3 separate regions of the Gossypium raimondii genome follow, and all the other regions are linked to region 1. Evidence: chromatin contacts called from public Hi-C data. All regions are on one chromosome and are shown on one strand. The core of a region is the stretch at or near the end of the contact, and the rest is flanking DNA. Distances in the headings are between cores, read along the strand shown. Region 1 overlaps LOC105763598. Region 2 overlaps LOC105763606 (auxin response factor 6). Region 3 holds the start of LOC105763590 (asparagine synthetase [glutamine-hydrolyzing] 3).

Evidence for each region. Hi-C and Micro-C count contacts between places; a contact is called where the count stands out from the background.
Region 2: a Hi-C map of leaf shows a contact between it and region 1, with 1.6 times the contacts expected there. The contact joins two enhancer-like sites. A contact is called at or near these places in 2 of 2 Hi-C or Micro-C datasets (both in leaf).
Region 3: a contact with region 1 is called in a Hi-C map of leaf, with 2.7 times the contacts expected there. The contact joins the promoter of LOC105763590 here to the enhancer-like site in region 1. A contact is called at or near these places in 2 of 2 Hi-C or Micro-C datasets (both in leaf).

The regions. Positions count from the first base shown.
Region 1 is chr12:26,893,677-26,896,625 of ASM2569854v1, reverse strand. It overlaps LOC105763598, which reads left to right. Exons shown (of 5, transcript XM_012581857.2): 5 at 1-1,230. The coding sequence ends at 1,007. Among protein-coding and RNA genes, the nearest start is that of LOC128035687, 17 kb to the right of the region's middle. Within about 2 kb of position 1,500, the one cell type or tissue checked has open chromatin away from gene starts, as enhancers often do. A contact at or near this core is called in leaf, where this site is marked.
Region 2 is chr12:27,107,024-27,109,972 of ASM2569854v1, reverse strand. LOC105763606 (auxin response factor 6) reads left to right here. Exons shown (of 14, transcript XM_012581871.2): 14 at 1-318. Among protein-coding and RNA genes, the nearest start is that of LOC105763606, 11 kb to the left of the region's middle. Within about 2 kb of position 1,417, the one cell type or tissue checked has open chromatin away from gene starts, as enhancers often do. A contact at or near this core is called in leaf, where this site is marked.
Region 3 is chr12:26,685,311-26,688,259 of ASM2569854v1, reverse strand. LOC105763590 (asparagine synthetase [glutamine-hydrolyzing] 3) reads left to right here and starts at 1,431. Exons shown (of 14, transcript XM_012581847.2): 1 at 1,431-1,762; 2 at 1,850-1,988; 3 at 2,389-2,484; 4 at 2,602-2,743. The coding sequence starts at 1,683.

The sequences.
Region 1 (2,949 bases), core at 251-2,750:
TGGAGGATCAACAACAGGGCCAGAAAAGTTTCCAGATACAGGAGTCCTTCATAGGAGGCAACTATTTTCTCTATGGCGCTATTTCTCTAGATTACCCCACACAGTTGTTAACATTGTATGTTGGTGCCCATCCATCCAGACTCGAGCCCTCTTGGGAGGATATGAGTCTGTGGTATCAAGTACAAAGACAAACAAAGGTACTAAACATATTGAAGCATCAAGGGGTTTCAAGCAAATATTTACCTGAAGTAATTGCCTCTGGCCGAATTTTGCATCCTGGTCCTTGCAAAAAGCAGAGTCCTAGTGGGCGATGCGATCATCCTTGGTGCGGAACTCCAATTCTTGTCACGTTACCAGTTGGCGAACCACTTTCATATATAGTTGCTAGGGACGGCCCATTTTCCTCTGATGATGCATTACGCTGCTGCCGGGACTGCCTAGTTGCTCTAAGAAGTGCAGCAACAGCCAGTGTTCAGCATGGTGATATTTCCCCTGAAAATATAATCCGTGTTTTCAACATGCAAGGTACTAGACACAAAGTTCTGTATATCCCAGTTTCTTGGGGGCGTGCAGTTCTGGAAGACAGGGACAGCCCAGCAATAAATTTGCAGTTCTCGTCCTCTCATGCACTTCAGCATGGTAAACTCTGTCCTGCATCTGATGCTGAGAGCCTTGTGTACCTCCTATTCTTTGTGACAGGGGGCAGAATGCATCCACAGGATTCTATTGAATCAGCTTTGCAATGGAGGGAGAAAAGCTGGGCAACACGATCGATTCAGCAGCATCTTGGTGAAGTTTCGCCTTTACTTAAGGCCTTTAGTGATTATGTGGATAGCCTTTGTGGAACACCATACCCTGTTGATTATGATATTTGGGTGAAAAGGCTTAACAGAGCCGTGGACGGATCTGGGTCAGCTGATAGAGGTAAAATGATCGAAGAAGTTGCCATGACATTGAGACTGGAAAATGTGGCCGAGTCTTCAGGGACCTCTGGAGGTGGTACTTAATTTCCATTTCATGCTGGAGGACCGGAGTTCTAAGGAAACGTTTTGTTTTGTTTTTCCTCTTTTGTAACTATCCTTGGTTGAGATTCAATTTATTTTATTTTATTTTTTAAATGGCCTGGCAAAAGCTATATATTGTCAATATTATTCCTGTTGTTAAAACTCAGACACGTGAGAGCGAATTAATTCATTACTTTTAAGAGTGGCAAGGATTAATTCATCACAACCAACTGTATTTTAAGTAGTGAGCACAAACATTCCCGTATGCCCTGTTGTTAGGGGCCTAGGTTCGCCCCCATCATCATTGCGTAATAATGACCCGTAAAAGTAATGATAAGTTATCTAATGGAGGCTAAGATAATGTTAGTTTTTGTAAGAAAAAATTAGAGTTATGATGGGTTTTCTAGGTGCTGTGGGTACAGACTGCATGGGGAAAAGTGGAGGTACCATGTAATGTGGAAATCCCCTTTATCTTGTAATAATTTTTTTCTATGTTGATACTAATATTTCCCTTTTTTGTGTGGATGAGCTTAGACGGTGTTTTAGGTTATCGTGCGTCTATAGCCGTCCTATGGTAAGCGAGAGACAAAAGGTATGAGACAAATTGGTTGAATCTGCAAAGTAAGTTCAAAACATAATTGGATGATTACTGATTGAGTAAAATTCATAATGATATGTAATTAAGAAGAGTTAGTCAAGATATTATACTAGAATGATTTCGTGAGTAAATAAATTTATTATTAATAGAGAAAAGTTAGAACTTAATTATAAAATATTTGATTCTTAATTATACATGTCTAATCAGGTCCTCTAATAGTTCATTGAAATCGAAATTAATTGCATAAAGAGCAAAAGAAATGAAAATGGACGGAAATGATAAAGTTAGATAAATGGGTTACATTCGAAATGAATGTGTTTTTCACTAAGCATACAAATGACTTTGAGAATTAATTTAAGTTTTTCAAATTATTATTTAATTAAATAATTAAATTTTAAAATAGAATTAAATTAATTGGTCAATATGAATCCATTGAATATGAAAAATTAAATATATTTTATCACATATTCTTTTATGGTAAAATTGTCATTACTTTAACGAAATTAGAATTGGGTTGAGAAAATTATTTAATTGGAAAATTAATTAATTTAAATCAATTTAATAAATAATAATTATTTAAGAAAATAAAAACAGATATTGAGTTGGATTAAATTATAAAGTGTTGGGTTAAAAGTCCAGAAAGCATATATAATTTGACTCAATATAAGTGCGACCCCAAACTCTTCTCCTAGTTAAACTAGGAAACTAGTTTCTCTATCAAATAAGTTTTATTTCTGTTCTACCAATTCAACCAGACTTCTTCTATCTCTCCTTATAAAAAGATCACACTAGTAGAGATAAAAAGACAACTTTGAGATATTGTTATTCTGCCCGAAAATAGTGAGACTTTATTTTCTAAGTATAAATTCAATTTTCTGGGAATAACAGTTCTACTGGTTTCTATTGAGAGAATTATTTTTCTATTGAAAGTAAGAAATTGTTTCTAGTTCTGTGTTTGATTTGTGATTGTTCGAGCCCACACCCGAAGTGATTTGTGGTAGAGAATGGTGGAGAAGGTCATTCGATTGAAAGTTAGAAATGTCTAGGATCCATCTCGCACAAAGCACGGATATTTTTCGGGAAAACTTTATTGCTATAAATATCATAAACTGACTCATGTTTCAAAATTGTAATTTTTCGTTGTGGCAAAACTGTTTTCAAACTAGTTTTTTTTTAACAACTACATCAGATTGTAGGAGCCACTTACTTGAAACATTTCCTAACTAAATAACATATATTTATCATAATTTGGAAACAATCACAACTCATAATTATAAGCATATGTAATAGATGTTCAAGGACCCAACTAACATGTCTCAAGGTTATTCGGGGTCCAATTCAAAATCA
Region 2 (2,949 bases), core at 168-2,667, 210 kb before region 1:
CTGGTAATGGAATTTGTATCAATGGGTGTCTTAAGTGCTGAAGGAAAATGCTCCTCAAGGCTGAATTTGGGGAAATGATAAAGGAAGTTGTAGCTTTTTTTCTTTTAATGTTAAAGCTTGTGTGTTCAGAATCTAGTACTGTTACTGTAAATTATAATAGGAAATTTCTGTAGCTTTGCATTATTATAGTACTTAAAAGAGAACAAGGTTGAATTCGGGATAATTGCATCATGTTATCAGCAATATTGTTAGCCGTCAGTAATTTTATAGCATCACAGATGTTATGACACTATTATTTCATCCATGCCACCTTTTGTATTTACTGTTCTAAATGTTTAATTAATATTAGACGGATTTTTATGTTTTTAGGAAAAAGAAACCTATTTTTAATTGACTAAAATTTTTTGAATATTAAAATAACAAATCATTTTTATTTTCATGAAATCAGTCCTAAAACACGGCTGGATTTTTATTAAATAAATGATCAATATTCGGCCTTTGAGAGCACCGCACCGTTTGACTCTCTAATAACATTTCCTGAGCACCACGATCTGTTTCTATGCTTACTGAAAGCCACATCAAAATTAATCTTTACAGCCTGCCCGCTCAGTGGCTTCCACCGTATTGGCTCTCCTGTCTTGACAGGGGTTTTCTGACTCATCCCATCTAATTCTTTCAGATAATCTCTTACAAAGTTTGCCACCTCTAATGCTGTTTTCTGCTTGCCCTCGAGCAGAAGCTTGTTCCTCCCAGTTCAAATCGCCCAAATTGCGCCACCAAAGATTCTACATTGGTGTCTGGAATTAGTTTCAAAAAAATGGGGCATCCAGTCTTTGAAGCTCATATCTGATGCCAACGCCTGCCAGATCTCTTTTGCTTTCTGACAATCCCGGAAAACGTGCTCCACCGTTTCGACACCATCCGCACATTTTGGGCAGCCTGCAGATCCAGTTAGTCTTCTATAATGTAGATTAGCAAAAATAGGCCAAAAGTTTTGGGATGTTCTCCAGTTTGTTATTTTGATTTTGTTGGGCAATTCCAGTAGCCATAATTTTTTGTAAAGCGAGGAATGGGTTTGTCGATTCAGAGTAGGATTAGCTCCTTGTATTCCTTGTAAGAGTATTCTGTAAGCACTACGAACAGTGTATTCGCCGATCGTCTCTCCTTACCGTACAAGGTGGTCTTCCTGGGGAACTTTTGCCAAGGAAATACACAAAATCCTCTGTGCATCCTTCTCATCAAAGGTAGTCCAAACTAACAATTCTCTCCATTTTCTTGTAGTTGGGTCTATCAAATCTGCCACTGTTTGAATGTCTAGATTACTAACTCCATTCTAAATTTTGTAATCTACACTCCCAGGTATCAAGGCATCTTCCCTTACTGCAGTGCCCTTGCCTATTTTCCAGCACAACCCGTCGCAAGAAGGCCCTTAGCTGCCCACACACTTTTCTAAGTATACGAAGATAGATTCCCTAAACTCAAACTTAGAAATTTCGTATCTGGAAAATATTTAGCTTTTAATGATCGAGCGAGCAACAAATTCGAATAGCAAATCAGATGCCACCCCTACTTCGCAAGTAATGCCAAATTAAACTTTGCTAAACATCTAAAACCCATACATCCGTTTTCTTTAAGTTCGCACAAGTGCCTCTATTTACACTAGTGAGTCCCTAATTTACTGTGACGTTTTTTTCCACCAAATGGTCTCAATAATACTCTCCAGTTCCGTGCATAGTGAATTCGGTAACATAAAATACGTAGGGATCGCAAAATGGCTTTTATGAAAACTTTCTTACCTCGTGAGAGGTGCCTAATACTCCAACCACTTATCTTCTTTCTCATTCGGTTCTTCAAGGCCTGAAAAACCTGTCGTTTGCCTTTCCCCACTATGGCTGGCAAGCTCAAATATTTTTTTGGATCCAGTGACACCCTAACATTAAGTGTTTGAGAAACAATTAGTTTATCCTAATCCAATACATTCGAATAATAAAATAGTAGATTTGTCAAAGTTGATACACTATCTTGAACTTGGTTCATATTCACTAAGAATGTTTTTGATAATGTTTGCTCCTTTATTGCTCGCCTAGAATAAAAAGCAATCATTTGCAAACATCATATGAGATATTTGAGGTCCCTTTTGGCACACTTGTGCACCCTTCGGCAATTCGTCTTGCCATGTTTTTCTCATTAGGGTTGAAAGCCTTTCGCTACAAAATAAAAACAAATATGGACTCAATGGGTCTCCTTGTCTCCATCCCTTAGTTGGCTTAAAGTTTTTATCGAATTCGCTATTCAAAATGAATGAGTATGATACTGAGTTGATACATTGCATTATGAATTCCACCCAAGGCCTCGTCAATCCCATTTTCAACATCATACTTTAAATAAACAGCCATTCCACTCGACCGCAAGCTTTGCTCATATCCAACTTAAAAGTCAAGTAGCCTGTTCTCTTTGTCTTCTTTTGTTTAAAAGCATGTAAAACTTAGTGAGTTAGGAGCACATTATTTGTAATTAGTTTGCCAGGCATAAAAGCGCTTTCTGTTTTGTCAATGCAAGTCTCAAGCACCTTTTATAGTCTATTTACAATGATTTTCGCAATAACTTTATACAACACCATGCAAAGGCTTATAGGTTTGAAATTCTTTAAATTCGTAGGATGATCTATTTTGGGATAAGCATTACATTAGTTATATTAATAGTCTCCAGAGGCTTACCACCATTAAGTATGTTAAGACAAAATGCGCAAACATCCCGTCCAATTTTGTGCTAGTATTTTTGAAAAAAAACAAGGTTGGAAGCCATCTCCCATTGATGCTTTTGTTGGGCCCATTGCCTTCAAAGCTTCAAAAACTTCCTTGCCTTTATATTCAGCCATCAACTTCTGATTCATACTATCTGTTACGCACATTTCCATCCTCGATAAAAGGTGATTTAGATTTCCAATTC
Region 3 (2,949 bases), core at 182-2,681, 210 kb after region 1:
GAATGGCTCGCCGGAGCACCGCCGGGACGGATCGCCGGAGCACCGTCAGGAACCTAACCGGCGGTGGGGGGGCACCGACGTCCGGGCATACGGTGGGCGTGGGCCGTGCCCTGGACAACCCCTACTCGCTCAATATCACCTCCTCCCTAAAGAGCTAAAAAAACTTGGTCAATGCGCTACCAGGTGACATTCATTTGTCTGAAATGGGGACACTTTTTTTACCCAACGCTCCCGCACCAACAGGGGCCCAACTTTAGCTTCGGTGCTCAAGGCTCCCGCTCATCCTGTTTGAAGCGTTTTTATACTATTTGCTCAGAAACATCAACTCGAAATTATTTTTTCAGGACCTACTGTAGCAAAAGCGCGTCCACGTGGGAGCGATTTTAGAAATTCTTCTGATAAAACATCCTACTTCAAGCGTTTTTTTATACTATTTGTTGAGAAACGTCAACTCAAAATTATTTTTTCAAGACCTACTGTAGTAAAAGCGTGTCAACGTGTGAGCGATTTCAGAAATTCTTCTGATAAAGCATACTGCTTGAAGCGTTTTTTTATACTATTTGCTCAAAAACGTCAACTCAAAATTATTTTTTCAGGACCTACTGTAGTAAAAGCGCGTCCACGTGGGAGCGATTTCCTTAACAAATTTTTGATTTAATTACTCACGTAACCCTAAACCCTAATTTAATTGATTATTTCTTAAAAACCCATAAACACGAAACCTAATCCAATTTTGAAAAAATTATAATTAATTTAATTAAGAAACCTTAAACCCTAATCCCTTATTTGTTTAATTTTTTTCTCCAAAACCCTAAAAATCTTAAAAACCTTAAACCCTAACCCTAACCCTAAAAACCCAAAACCTAACGTGGGGAGAAACGGGCAAAACGCGTCCCCAAGGGAGCGCTTACGTGACAACAAAACGTGCCTTGAGGGAGCGATTTCCGTCCACGTAAGTAAAGCGCGCCCTCAGGGACGCGATTTTCTGCCACGTCCCTTGACATTGTGCTGATATGGACGCGCTTTCGGGAAAAAGGACCATTCCGATAAATAATAAAATACCGCGCCTATTTCGATAAATTAAAAAAAAAGGCTTTTAATTATTTTTGTCAAAAAGAGAGATTCCATTTTTGAATCTTCCACGGTGTTGAATTTTTAATTTGACTGACAACGTTATTAGCTTTCTTTTTTAAATTATTATTTGAATGTCTACAACGTTATTAGCAAGAGAAAAGTAGTGAACTTGCTCCAGGTTACGATCCTACACATTACAACTTAAGAGAGACCCACTCATTGAAAATTCGGACGGCGAAGATCTGAAGTGCACCAAACAGAAAATACTCTACGTAGCAGCTGATAATTTGAAAAGTATCTATTAAAAAAATATCCCAATTTCCCAACGAGCGAGTGACCTCACCACCATCGAGAATCTATTTAAAAAAACGATAAAATAAAAAAATTCCTCAAAATTCCAAAACCCTAATAAAGAATTTATATCTGTGAACACACTATGGATTTGGTAAATGGCGGAAAGGGGAATCTAAGCAAAAAGCTAGTCAAAATCAACGGCTGTGATTGAAATAGGGTGCATTATTTAAATCACAAAATCCACTCGATTTTACTTCAGGTTCCTCTCTCAGCAGCCTCCACAGGGCCTTCCATTCCAAAACCCAGGCAGCAGCATGTGTGGAATACTTGCAGTCCTTGGCTGCATTGACAACTCTCAAGCTAAACGCTCCCGCATTATTGAACTGTCTCGAAGGTGATTTTGAGAATTTAGATTTTAGCACTTTTTATTTTTATTTTAGATGAAAATGATCGTTGATTTTGATTGAAATGGAGAGCGTAGATTGAGGCATAGAGGTCCTGATTGGAGTGGACTACATTGCCATCAAAATTGTTACCTTTCTCATCAGCGTTTAGCTATTGTAGATCCGACTTCAGGCGATCAGCCCCTTTATAACGAGGATAAGACTGTTGTTGTCACGGTATACTTTCTTTCTTTTTTCGTCGAGACATTGATAATGGTTGGTACAATAATCATGAAAATAAAATAATCTTTTTATTTTAGTTTTATAATATTTTTCTATTTGTTTTTAGCGTGAAATGTTTGTTTTTGGATATAAAAGTGAATAATATTGTTCAATAATTAAATTTAAGATTATATTTACATATTAATTAAAACAAAATGCATGCATTATGTTAAATTGGTTTTGCATTTTCACATAGAAAAGTAAATGTATGATTTCAGTCATTCGTATATTTATTACCTATTATTTTTTACTCCGTAAATAAGGGAAAAAATAAGTAGCAAATTTGACCATCACATGGAATCATTGATAGAATGCGATGTTTAGTTTTACTTTCATGTTTGGTTGATGATTATAGGTTAATGGAGAGATATATAACCATAAGCAATTGAGAGAAAAGCTGAACTCCCATCAGTTTAGAACTGGAAGTGACTGTGAAGTAATTGCTCATCTTGTAAGTTCTTAAGAGGTTGGATATTATTCCATTATTAAAGCATTTTCCTTTGTTGCGCGGTTTTCACATTTCAAAGTCTCATTTTCGTTAATGTACCAATTTGACTTCTTTTTCTAGTATGAAGAATATGGAGAAGATTTTGTGGACATGCTGGATGGAATGTTCTCATTTGTCCTTCTTGACACTCGTGACAAAAGTTTCATTGCAGCTCGAGATGCTATAGGAATTACCCCACTTTATATTGGATGGGGCCTTGACGGTATGCAGTTTTTCCTTCTTTACACTGGTTTTATTCAGATGTATAATGTATAGCTAGAATCTAGTTAGTTATTAGGCTAATTAGGTGTCTGTTTCATGAACTTGGTCTTGGCTCCAATGGTTGTCCCACTTCCTTAGGGAGTGACAGAAAATTAAACATGGTTCAACTACTTATCCCGAAAATGTTTATCCCCTTAAAAGTTTGCA